2 separate regions of the Mus musculus genome follow, and region 2 is linked to region 1. A link is a contact called in public Hi-C data. All regions are on one chromosome and are shown on one strand. Each heading gives the region's core, a stretch centred on a gene start, on an enhancer-like site or on the middle of the called end of the contact. The rest is flanking DNA. Distances are from core to core; before and after follow the strand shown. Region 1 holds the start of Dusp8 (dual specificity phosphatase 8). Region 2 overlaps Gm32786 (a long non-coding RNA gene).

What was found. Hi-C and Micro-C count contacts between places; a contact is called where the count stands out from the background.
Region 2: a contact with region 1 is called in a Hi-C map of rod photoreceptor, with 2.4 times the contacts expected there. The contact joins the enhancer-like site here to the promoter of Dusp8 in region 1. A contact is called at or near these places in 1 of 484 Hi-C or Micro-C datasets (rod photoreceptor) and 3 of 115 datasets of contacts at active chromatin or transcription factors (embryonic stem cells and pancreatic cancer cells).

The regions. Positions count from the first base shown.
Region 1 is chr7:142,093,483-142,100,023 of GRCm38.p6, forward strand. It overlaps Dusp8 (dual specificity phosphatase 8), which reads right to left and starts at 1,802. Exons shown (of 7, transcript NM_008748.3): 1 at 1,441-1,802. It overlaps Gm32786 (a long non-coding RNA gene), which reads left to right and starts at 684. Exons shown (of 7, transcript XR_870057.3): 1 at 684-857; 2 at 2,195-2,596; 3 at 3,378-3,462; 4 at 5,128-5,316.
Region 2 is chr7:142,129,148-142,135,542 of GRCm38.p6, forward strand. Gm32786 (a long non-coding RNA gene) reads left to right here. Exons shown (of 7, transcript XR_870057.3): 6 at 1-951. Gm39115 (predicted gene, 39115) reads right to left here. Exons shown (of 1, transcript NM_001347556.1): 1 at 5,796-6,395. The coding sequence ends at 6,189. Among named protein-coding and RNA genes, the nearest start is that of Gm39115, 3.7 kb to the right of the region's middle. Within about 2 kb of position 3,249, at least 3 of the 459 cell types and tissues checked have an H3K27ac peak or open chromatin away from gene starts, as enhancers often do. A contact at or near this core is called in rod photoreceptor, where this site is marked.

The DNA.
Region 1 (6,541 bases), core at 552-3,051:
TCCAGTCAGGGTCTTTGGCTCACACATTTCTTAGGAGCACAGCATAACTATCTCTCTTGCTGTGGGTTCAGCCTCTCCCTGCTTCCTCTGTGAGCTGCATATTGAACTCTCTCCAAACCCACAGATGCACCCCACCGAAATACTGTCCAGTTGAAACTTCTGAGTTGAAACCTCAGTATCAGCCCAAGAAGAAAGATGTTGGCAGGAGTCCTATACACATTGACTTGAAGCATCTTTTTGCGTCTGTGTTCAGTGCTAAGTCCCCAGAGGTATCCTCAAGTATCCCCAAGGGCACAGAGCAGGAGGGAACGAGAACCTGCCCAGCAACTCTCCTGAGGTCCCTAAGCTGACTGCAGCAAGTCAGACATAAAGATGAACCTACAGCTCCTGGTCACATGATCTGCTCATCTGTATCAGGTGCCTGCTAACCAAATAGTGAATGCACGGGGACTCTGATCTCCCAGGGCAGAGCCTGGCACTGTAAGCTACCCTCACCCACCCAGCTACCCTAGGGGCAAGTAAATGTGAGGCTGGGTCTACAGGTCACTGGATTTCCATTCTGAATTCATTCATACTGTGAAAGAAGCCGTGCCCCTGACCCGAAGCACCTCCACCCCCACCCCATACTGCACAACAGAGCATTGCAGATGCCACACTGGTCCCCCACCCCCATCACTGCACCATCAAGGCCCCCAATCTATCTGCTGCAGGCGCAGCACACCCTGTCAACAAGGAGTCAGAGGCCAATTTATTCCAAGAGGTCTGATCTAGTGGAAGCTGAGCCTGTTCTTGCTCCTCCACCTGCAAGGTTTGGCACAAGGGTACCAGCAGCATCTGACTGGCCGCTCCCTCCCAAGGTAGGCAGAGAGGCCAGGGAGACAGGCTGCAGGAGGCAGCCGTGCCGGCCCCTCCCCCAGCATCGCGCCTACAGCCTCTGCGTCGGGTAAGGATGTTCTTTATCCGCAGAGGCGAGTGGAGCACCATGAAGTGGGGGTGACGGGACAGCCATGCGAGTCGAAGAGTGGGGGGGGGTCCTATAGCTTCCTCTCCAGATAAGGAGCCTACCGCAGGCCGGAGCCGACCCTCTGGCGTCGGAGGTTTCGCATCCCCCTGCCCGCTGCAGCCGCGGACGACCTTCTCCAAATCTGGCTGCCAGCGGGGGCGCTTCGCAGGGACTCTCACCGATCTGTGCTGGATCTCAGCCCTCCCCCGCGAATCCCTAGGTCTCTTATATATATCCCTCCAGATAAGAAGGAATATGCCGAGAAAGACAGCGCACTGCAGGCGCGGATCTGCAGCGCGCGCCGCTCGCGGGGCAGAGCCATTTATTCTCGGTGCTCCAAAGAGCTTCTTCCTTCAGGGCACACAACCGCAAAAACCTCCGCACGTCCTGGGCCCACACCCGGCTTAGGACTCGACCGCTGTCAGCGCCTGGCTCACCTGGCTCTCGCTTGCCCTGGGGTTGCCCCCAACGCCGGTGCCGCGCTCAGGGCGCCCGCTCCGTTCCGCCACCCATGGGCCCGTCGGGGGCCCGCGTAGCCGGGGCAAGGGCCGGAGAGGCGCGCGGGGCGCGTCGCCGCCGCCGCCGCCGTCGTCGCCGCCACCGCGGGGAGCGCTCGCTCGGGACGGAGCGCGCGTACTGCGGTCGGGCACGCGCGCTCACGGCGCGCATCCCAGCCCGCGACTTGGCGGGCGCGGCCGGCAGCTCCGGCCCGGCTCAGCGTCCGGCGTCCGGCGTCCGGGTGGGGCGGGGGTCCGCGGAGCCGGCTCGGCCACCGCGGGAGCCGCGAGTGACAGGCCCGGGGCGGAGGGCGGGGCTGCCGGTGGGGATGAGGTCATGCCGAGCGAAAAAGCCCCTGACGTCACCTGCAGCCAATCAGAGTGAGCCGCTCGGGGGCAGGTGACGTCAGCGGAGCGGGCGCTGGGTGCGGAGCCCTGGCGGCGGCCGTGGGTCTCTCTGCCACCGCCCTCCGTCCCCCGCGCCCCAAGCTTCTCGGGCATCGGTTCTTAAAGGGGCCACGCACGCCGCAGCTCCCCACCTCCAGGAAGCCTTCCCAGCTCAGGGCTCCTGGTATCCCCAAGAACCCTCTGCCTCGCGGCACTCTAACCAGCGTCTACTGTCCTAGTATGCAAGGGTCTCCCTCTCTCGGCCCGCCTGGACTGAACCTGTCACGGATTTCTCTCCTTCCCTTAGCCTTTGTTCGCGAGAGGACGCCCTCCCAGAGTGCGCCTCCCCTGCCCCAGTGCGGCCCAGGGAAAAGGGTCATGGAGAGCTGCGGCCGCAAAGGGCCTTACCTGCAGCATCCGCGTTTGTCCTCTCCACGACCCCTGGAGGTGGAAGTCCAGCTCTACACTTTGCAGAAGAAGCTCCTAGGCGATGTGGTTTGCCTCAGGTCACTCATCCCGGGAAATCAGGGGGCGGGGCTCCAGACCCACCGGTGTGCTCCCCAGGGCGGCGCTGCCCCCCTACCTATGACATCCAGTTCTTGACAGCTTCCAATGAAAAGCCGCTTGGAAACGACCTCTACTCCCACCCGGACATCTCCCCTGCCCGCTGGGGACTGTCGGCTCCATCCCACTGTGTGAACACAACCACGTGAGCACTCAAAAAACATGGGTAATTACAACTAGGGCAGAAATACACAGGGGTCAGGCAGGTCTCAGAGGAAGGGGAGTCTTGTGCCAAAGTGGTCCACCTGCAAACATAAGCCACGTTTCCCTTAGTTTTCCCTCCTCCTCGGGAACAGGTTGGCAGAAAATTCTTTATTGTATGCCAGGCTGGTCTCAGCCTTCTGAGTGATGAGATTACTAGCACCCACCATGATGCCAGACCTTCTCAGATACTTCAAAAACGTGGCCCTGACTAGGTGGACAGTGAGGTGACCAGATAATATGAGTCTCGTGGGGGGTGGGAGGGGGGTGGAGTGTCCTGAACTTTCCCTGGAAGTCCAGCCTCTCACTCGATGAAGGGCAGAGTTTAGGAGATGGCTGGTTGAAGGAAGGGTCACAGAGAGTGAAGCAGGCACAAAGGAAGGAGCACTCCTTTGCTAGTATAGATTGTGTGAAGAATACTGCAGACCACACTAGGTGCTGGGCAAGGCTCTGCAGGGACCTTCTCCTTTACCCTACTGTATCCAGCTTGGCTTGGTTCATTATGAGTGTTTAGAACCGGCTTGCAGAAACCTCTCTATGTAGCCCAAGGGGAGTCTGGGAGTCTAGCCTGGGATTAATACAGGTTGGAGGGAAGAGGTGTCTCTGGCTCAGAAATAGCACAAAACAAACAAACAACTTGGGAGTGCTGCCAGGAAGGAAGCATGGGGAGCCCCAGGGATGTTTGGGGTTGGCTCTGGGTTCAGATCTTTGTCTCCTTGACTCAGGCTGAGCCCTAAATGCTGTTGATACCTCCTGCTGAAGGTAGCCCTCGAGGCTGAAGATGGCCAGCTCTACTGGATGCTTACTCAGGTCAGTGTTGGGGTGGTTGATGTGCTGGCTTCCTGCCCACTCTGAGTCCAGGAAATGGGGAGTTTGGGGGTCTGGGGAGGGGGAGTAACGCAAGCCGAGACCTGGGCAGATTCAGGCAATCGGGTCATGTAGGATTCAGGAGGAGGCAGCAGCAGCCCTGAAAGAGCTTGGGGCGGAAGGTGTGGAGGCTGACAAAGGAGTTGTTGGGTGCTAGTGTGTGTGTGTGTGTGTGTGTGTGTGTGTGTGTGTGAGAGAGAGAGAGAGAGAGAGAGAGAGAGCAAGCATTGCTTTTCACTCTTCCAGTCTCAAGAGGAGCCCAGTAGATACCCCTAAGAGGGTATCCAGGTGAGGAAGAGTGTGGCAGGGTATGGTCTGATACTCTAGGAGTGCCCAATTAGATCTCAGTTGTGCTGGGGGCAGATTCTTGCCAGGTTCAAGCACCTTCTGGAACCCCCAGGTAAATGGGCTTACCCAGTAGCCTGTCCCCACACTTTTGAAACTGGAACACACAATATTGTATACGATATAATCCAGTTGCAAGAAAAAAAACCTTAAAGTATTTCAAGTAAGCTTATAATTTTGGGTTAGGACATACTTATGGTTATACACATACAATTTGTGGGTAGACATGCTAGGCTCTACCATATAGATGACACTAGTTATGGCCCATTCCAGCAGTACCTGCTCTGTAGACCTGTGCCTTCTCAGTGGGTGCTGGGTCATCCCCATCTTCTTCATCTTGTTCCCTCACACCCCAAGGAATGAGGCAGTCTGGAAAGTTGATGAGAAAGGTTTGGAGCTAGCAAAGCAGTCTCAGGGTGTGGTTTCTTCAGAGCCGAATCCAGTCAGCTGCATCTATCTGTGCCAACAGAGGACAAGATCCAACCTCTGGCAGACTTTCTGCACCACACTGGCCCCAGGCCTGAGGACACCTTTTAGATTCTTTTGTGTTGACAGAACCCTGCAAGTGCTAGCGGCTCGCCCAGACTAAGGCAGTACTGGCTGCTGCAGAGTGCGGAGCCTGGATGTTCACTCAAAGTCTAGCAGGTGCAGCGAGCTTGGGTCTGTCTGCTCTGTCCACGTGCGCCCTCTGCTGCTCACAACAGTACACTGTGCAGGCTGGCCGCCTGAGGTGCAGCTAGGAGGTCACCCCAGAGACTGACCCACGGCCTGGCAAAGAAAAATGATTGTTCAGCTCTGCTTCAGTTTGTGAGGCATTAGAACCACCTGTGCCCTTGGACTGCCCAGCCTGACTTCTAAGGCACAGCAGATGTCCCTTTCCTGATTTAAAAAAAATATATATTTACCTTTATTACCACAAGTGTGGCAGTGCCAGGGATCCAACCCAGTGCCTTTTGGATGCTAGGCAATTACTTTGTCACAGAGCCATATCCTCAATCTTTATTTTTAAATTATATTTTAAAGTCAAATACGCATGTGCATTTTCAACACTGAAGAGTACAACCCAGAAGCCTTGAGAATATTCATTTTGCTATATATTGCCACCACCATCCATTTGCAGAACTCTGTGTCTTCCTACAGAATGGAACATTGGTCCCTGCTAGAATTTATCTTCCTCAGCCCCATGTACCACCGTTCAAACTGTTTTTTTTTTTTTTTTAGCTCTTTAAAAAGGAGATGTTCTTTGTTATTTTTTCTTAACAGATGAAGTGGCTGTTACTTATTTATGTTTAATGTCTATAAACATTTGCCTGCATGTGTGGGTGAGCACCATACTCACACAATGCCCTCAGAAGCCAGAAGATGAAGTCACATGCCCTGGAACTGGGTTTGCAGACTGTTGTGAGTGACATGTAGGTGTTGGGAACTGAACCTGGGTCCTCTGCAGGAGCAGTAAGTGTTCTTAACTGCTGTTCTTAACCTCTCTCTAGTCTTCCTGTTACTATCTACCCCTTTAAAATATAAACTTAGCATGCGAAGTTATGGGTTTCATTATGATACTTCACACACACACACACACACACACACATACACACACACACACACACCACAACTGCCCTCCACCATCCCCATGCCTCTCTCTTTCTGGCAGCTTTTCTGTCCCCCTAGTAGCTCCCCCTGCTTCCCTCACACAGATTCCATTTTCCTCTCTTTCTCCTCTCCCACATCCCTTAGGGTCCCTTCTCATTGTTCTCTTTTTAGTTTGTGTGTATGCAGATGTGTGTGTGCTTTCACATGGGCATGCACTTTATGTGCATTTGTGCACACATAGAATATATCTTCTTCTATCACTTTTGCCTTTGAGACAGAGTCTTTTCCTGAACTTAGAACTTCTACTTTTCTAGCTATGCTAAAAGCCAGCAAGCTCCAGAGATCTTTGTCTTTACTCCTGTGAGCGCCAGGGTTACAAGCATCTCTGAGACTTTGTTACATTGGTGCTTTGACCCAAAGCTGGTTCTCAGGCTTGGCCAAGTAGCACTCTTAACACCTGCGCCATCTCCCCAGCCTTTACTTCTTCTAGATTCATGTCCTGTACCCCTTCCCACCACCACCACCAAAAATGTCTGCATTCTTTTTACAAGAGAAAACACGTAGTGTTTGTCTTTCTGAGCCTTGATGTATTTCATTTAATGTTGTAGTTGCATCCGATTTTGTGTGTATTTTCTCTAGCCATTCATCTGTGGATGGATATCTAGAGTCATTCCATTTCCTGGCTGGTGTAGCAGCAAATGTGGGTGTGCAAGTATTTCTGTGGAATATGGACCTAGCCTTGGTCTATGGCCCTGGGGGCTACTAGTAGTTGGGCTATATGGTAGTCCTATTTTTATTTGTTTGGAAAACATGCATACATCAGGGAAATGTTAATTAAATCCAGTTTGGAATTCCATCTCGCCCCAGTCAGACTCAAGAGAACAAAAGCAACAGATGCTGATGAGAATGTGGGGGACAGTGAAGCCTCTTCTCTATTGTCAGGGATGTAGACTGGTGTGGCCACTATGGAAGATGATGGGTTGGCAACTAAAAATGTTTGCATTTAAGTAAACAGACTCCCCTTAAGCCCAGCCCTTCACTTGTTCATGGGTGAATGCTGTCAGTACTCAGACACAGATGTGGAAAT
Region 2 (6,395 bases), core at 1,999-4,498, 37 kb after region 1:
TTGGACAGGGACTTAATTACAGTAAACTAATCGACTGACTGATTTTCAGGTTAAAATTTTTGGGGATGAAGTTGTCTTTGGCCAAGTGTTGGCGGCAAATACCTTTTAGCTCAGCACTTGGGAGCAGAGGCAAGTGAATCTCCGAGTTCGAGCTGGTAGAACTGATCTATAGAGTGAGTTCCAGGACAGCTACAGAGAGAAACCCTGACTCAACCAACCAACCAACCAACCAACCAACCAACCAACCACAGTGTCATAGACCAAACCCAACCACCTGCTCCAGTGAAGCCCAGAGAAATCCTCTAGACACAGTGAGCTTTGAGGGAAGTGGCAAGATGGACTTACAGAAATATCCAAGGATTATAGTTTTTTTTCTTGAGGGCCTTAAATTGTTATGAAGCTGAGAATGACCTTGAACTTCTGACCCTCCAGTCTTCACTTCCCAAGTGTCGGGTTAGACGTGTGCTAATATACCATGTTTACAGTGTGCTGCAGATGAAACCCAGGGGTTTGTGCAGCTAGGCAAGCACCCTTTATAGTATGCATGTCAGCCCATCTGGACTCCCTGAATACTTGCTCCCATTTGAAAAAATCTCCAGCCTGCTGAGGCTGGTCTGGATGTCAGGTTGAGAGATGGAAACATGTGCAGAGATTGCAACTTCCTTTGGAGAGCCATCTTGATTTGGGGGAACATTGATAAAGACATTAAGAGTAAGATGGGGTGTGTATGAGATGCTAAGAAGTGAAGGTTCTGATAAAGATCGGCACCCTGATTTGTGAGTGGCCCACAGGAAGCTCAGGAAGACCCAAAGACATTGAGGACTGGTCGCCAGGATCAAGACCCATCCTGTGGCAGAAATACCCACAGCATTCCTGACATGAGGATAAGAATTTACCCAAGCACACGGGCTGCCATGGCTGTCACTGGACTAGGATGCCAAGGTCCTCCAGGTAGGAGGGGGATATGCTTCTATTCATGTCTTTTTATGTGTGTGTGGACATGTGTGGTATATGAGTATGTATGTGCACACTCATGTTAGGGCTTAATGCGTGCATCTGTGCATATCCCTGTGAAGGCCAGAGGTATGTGTACCTTATTTTTTGAGACAGGGTTTTCCACTGTACCCAGAACTCACTGATTTAGCTAGATGGACTGACTGGCGAGCTCCAGGGTGTCCTGTCTCTGCTTTCCCAGTGCTCGGATTACAGATGTGAGCCTGCATCCCCAGCTTTTCACTTAGGTTCTAGGGGTCTAAATTCAGGTCCTCATGCATATATGGCATGTGCTTTATCAACTGAGCCATCTCTCCAGCTTTCTTCTCCATATCCTTTTTATCCTTTTTTTATCTTAATCTTGAGATATATTTTTCTGGAACTTAACATTTCATGAAATCTGGTCTTGGTAGTGCATGCCTGTAATTCCAGAAATTGCGAAGTTAGAGGCAGGAGGATTATGAATTCAAATCTACCCTGTGCTACACAGTAAGCCTGAGGCCAACCTTGAGATGACTGTTAGGCATATATATATATATATATGGAATTAAAGGAATATATCACCTTTATATTGGGTTATACTGGGTTATAAAGGGCAGAGGCAGTTTTTACCCTAGCAACTGAATTGGAGTGTGAACCCTGATCTCTGTGGAGAGATTCCCCACAAAGAGTAAGGTCATGAGATTGAAAAATAGCAAGTATCACTCATAATTCCATCACTTGGGAGGCTCAGGCAGGATGATTGCAAATTCAAGGACAGCTTGGGTACATAGCCAAACCTTGTCTTAAACACAAAACAAAACAACCCCCCCTCCCACCACCTCATAAAAACCCACTACATGTTGCTCAGTGGGAATGCCAGGCACAATTGGCCACATCTGTGGTTCCACTTACATAATCTTTCTGAAGTAGAAGCAGCCCAGAGACAAGGAAGCATGATGGTGGATGCAGGAGGATGGGAAGAGTCTGCTGATGCGGGTGGGGTTTAGTAGTGATGGAACAGTTAGGGGTTCCGCAGGGGGTTGACTGCAAAATACTGGACATGTGCTGAACATGGCTGAGCTGCTCCAATGATACCACATGTGTTTCTACTCAAATAAGGATGAAGGGAGATGATGGCTCAGTTGGTAAAGTGCTTGCTTGCCTTGTGTGAAGTGCAGGGTTCAAACCCATCACGGGTGCATACCTGCAATCCTAGCACTTGGGAAGTGGATACAGGATGGTCAAGAGTTCCCGGTCATCCTCAGCTACCCAGTCAGCTCAAGGCCAGCCCGGGTTATGTGGAAACTTGCTTCAGAAAAGAAAGTAATAAAAGGAGGGGGTTGGAGGCTCAAGCCTCAGTCTGGATGAGCTCACCTGCTGTCTAAGTGGTCTCTGAATACCATCAGGGCTTCACAGTCTCAGCATTCACTCTGCTATGTCTGCCTTGGAGAGTCAGGTTCCAGCCCACTTGAAAAGTGGCATTTCCAGGGGTGAGGTCTCTGTGGGGACAGAGATGCCACCTAATAATACTGCTCTGTTGTGGTACTCTGTGGTAAGCTTAGGTGTGAACTGACTGAGAACCTATCAAGGCTACCTGCTATCTTGATGGAGGAGGCATCACCTTTCCTCCCTGAGACTGTTTTATTTATGTGTCTCTCTCTTCTTGCTGGGGTAGGAGACAGCCCAGCTGCACCTTCCTGCTGTCCTGGGGAGAATGTAAAGTCCTCTTCCACCTTCTCCGGCCAGTCCTATCATAGCTTCTGACATGCTGACACCATTGTTTCCAAGAATACTGTATGTCACCAGCCCTGTGCCCAGTCATAGGACCAGATTACATCTGAGCCGGATCTGCAGCCCTCAATAATCTCAGATAAGAGGGTAGAGGCTACAGGGGAGAGTGGGAAAAACTAGGCCAGTTCATTTCAATAGAACCAATGACCTAGAGGGCGATGTACTCCTGGCGATTTGGCAAAGAGGGGATTCCTACACAGTCTCAGACATGAGCTTAACACCTGAGAGATGAATCTACCCAAGCTTCAGACCCCGGCTCACCTGTGGCTATATCCTGAATGAAACAGTTTGTTTGTTTGTTTGTTTGTTTGTTTGTTTTATCACCTCAGTGTTTCAGAAGCTTCTGCAAACACAGCCTGTGCAACTTTGTATTGTAGAACCAGGTTGACCCCACCATTCTGACCTCCCCCAGTTGGGTCTGTCTAGCTCTTATCATACCCATGGAACTGGCTGGAGCAACTGTAGCAACCGATATAGCCGGTGGCTTTAAGATCAGAGGCTCATTATCCCATGCACCTGAGACCGGAGGGTCAAGATGGAGGTGCTCCAGGGCTGGCATTTCCCAGTTCCTCTCTCCTTGGCTTCAGACAATATCTTCTCTCTGTATCCCCATACAGAATCCACTGTTCTGTCATCTACCTACCTACCTACCTACCTACCTACCTACCTACCTACCTACCTACCTACTTTCCTATGTATCTATCTATCTTTCTGTGCATGTGTAGGCCTAAGCTGTCATTTCTCAGGAACTGTCCATCTTGGTTTTTGAGACAGACTCTCTTTTGGGTCTTGAACTCTCTGAGTAGGCTAGGCCAGCTGGCCAGTGAGTCCCAGGGGTCCTCTTTTCCCCTCAACCTCTCTAGCTCTGGAATTACAAGCACATGCCACCACACCACCTCACTTTAAAAATATTTTATTTTGGGCTGGAGAGACAGCTCAGCGGTTAAGAGCACTGACTGTTTTGCCAGAGGTCCTGAGTTCAATTCCCAACAACCACATGGTGGCTCACAGCCATCTGAAATGGGATCCAATGCACTCTTCTAGTGTGTGTCTGAAGACAGCTGCAGTGTATTCATATAAATAAAAAATATTTTATTTTATTTATTTGTGTGTATGTGCATGTACCAGAGAGAAAGAGAGAGAGAGAGGTGAATGTTGCTTTAATTTATATATATGTGTGTGGTTCTAATACATATCTGAGTGTGAGTGCCTGTGGAGGCTAGATAAAGGCTTCAGATCCCATGGAGCTGGGGTTGAGGTCGTTGTGAGCCTCCTACATGGGAGCTGGAAACTCAACTTCAGTCTTGTGTAAGAGCAGCTCTGACCTCAGAGCTATCTGCTCAGCCTGGCTTTTTTATAGTGGGTTCTGGGGATTGAACTCAGGCCCTCATGTTTGTAATTCAAGCACTCTACCAATTGAAAATAAATCTTAACAGACCCTAAATCTGTCTTTTAGTGTGACCCAAAGAGGGTCTAGCTGCAGGGATATGCACTGGCTGTGAGCATCAAAGATAGAAAAATATCCAGAGACCCAAAAAATATCTAGAGACCCATACCAGTCATAGCAGCTGAGGATCTGGAAAGCAGGGGCCCACAGACCGCCAGTTCCTTTTCTGGACTTCACCTGTAGGGTCCCCACTAAACTCAGGAACTGGGCTAGAAACCCTGTGGATCAAGGGTAGCAACCAGGTAAGCTCTGAGCCTTTGTCTTCACAGATGTGCCTAGATGGCTAGGGTAGCTTTGCGGCTGAGCTCATCCCTCCCCTCCCCTCCTCCCCTCCCCTGGGAGACAGGCTTGGACAATGACACAGAGACACTAGGATTCATGAAGTGAACAGTCAAAGGTGTGAGTGGTTGAGGTTTGAGTAGGCGGTCTTGCCCTCCACGGTGGCAGTGGCCCTCTTTGGAGATAGTAGATAGTCTGTCCCCAAATGTAGTCTGTTGCCTTCTCTGTTTCTATGTGGCCGATGTCCTCAACCCGGCCACATCTGGTTAACATTCTCTGCTGACATCCTGAGTCTCATTTGGACCATCAGGGTCCTGCTGGAGGACATGGCTAGACACTGTCATGAGGTGTGATTCTGAAGCCAATCTCCTGTCTGACACAGTGGCTTTTTGTCTGCTGCCAGCCATGCACATAGAGAGCTCCTTGTGTGTCCCTTTTCCCACCTGTTGCCCCACGAGAACATCTGCAGTGGTCAATGCTCTGAGCAGGGTTCTAATACTTTCTTTGCATCCCTTGAGGCCTAGGCTTCCTGGGGGGAAGGCTCACCCTCCTCACTTAGGATTTAGGATCCTGTTGACCTGCTCTACCATGTGTGGGTCCAATCTGATCCAGGTCCTCCCTGGCCTGTGTCACCCCTAGCAGTGGTCACTGGCCAGAATCTACCACAATGACCATGTTGTGGTCATTGCTTTTCTCCTCTAGTGCCTGCCCCTGTCTCTTATCCTGTACATTCCAAAAGGGAATCTGAGCCTGGACTCTTGGACTCTGGACTCTTGTGTCTCCTGTCCAGTATGGTCAGCATGGCACACTCAGCTACTATTTCCTGACTGGGCACTTCCAGGGAAGGAGGTGCCAAGAATCATGTTTAACAGAATATTGATGGTCCAAGCAGGGTGATGGGAGACCCCAGACCATCCAAAGAAGGCCTCAGCCTCCCTCGGGGGGGGGGGGTGAATAATGTCTACCCCTATGTATTTCCCCTGCAAAGAACAGAGTAACCTGAGGCCAGGACTCTGAGGCTCAGAGAAGTCCTCTCAGGAAAACACTGGAAATACTCTGAGATGCAGAGGGACTGTATTCTTCCATACATACATCACCTACCTGATTGTGAGGAGCCTCTTCACTGCATCAAAGGGTGGGCAAGCACTGCCCTCTCCTGGTGGCCACTCAGACCTTCTCCGGAGTCTCCCGGGAGCCTACTGACAGTGAACTTGCCATTCCTCAGTACACAAACAGAGAAGGACAGGAAAGGATTACACTGAAAGGAGAATTATTTTGCCGTGAAAAGATGAGTTTATTAAAGGAAAATATTAATGTGTTCTAAGAGACAGGTATAAAAATGGCATGATGGAGGAACCAGTGTGGACTGTGCTGGCAGGAGGAAGTGGCATGATGTGGCCAGTGTGTGGCTTTTTCCTGTTAAGAATCCAGTCCTTCACCAGGTGCTGCGGACCACGAATATGAAACATCTGGGAGGAGTAGACATTGGCCAAGGAAGAGTCAGAAAGTCCCTGTGGCCACTAACCTCCTTGGCTGAGTAGTAGAGAAGGCCATATATCTGAGAAAGAGCACCTCAGAGAAACAGGGTGATATCCGAGGGAGTGCTTTGTGAACAGTGAGAACAGCCAACCCTACCCCACCCTACCCCAACGAAGAGAATGGAAGAACTCAGCTGATGACTAGATCGTTCGATATCTCAGATCTTGCACTGGCAGCACACAGGAGCACAGCAGCTGGACTGGCAGCAGCAGGGCTTGCAGCAGCTGGACTGGCAGCAGCAGGGCTTGCAGCAGCTGGACTGGCAGCAGCAGGGCTTGCAGCAGCAGGATTCACAGCAGCAGGGCTTGCAGCAGCAGGATTGGCAGCAGCAGGGCTTGCAGCAGCAGGACTGGCAGCAGCAGGG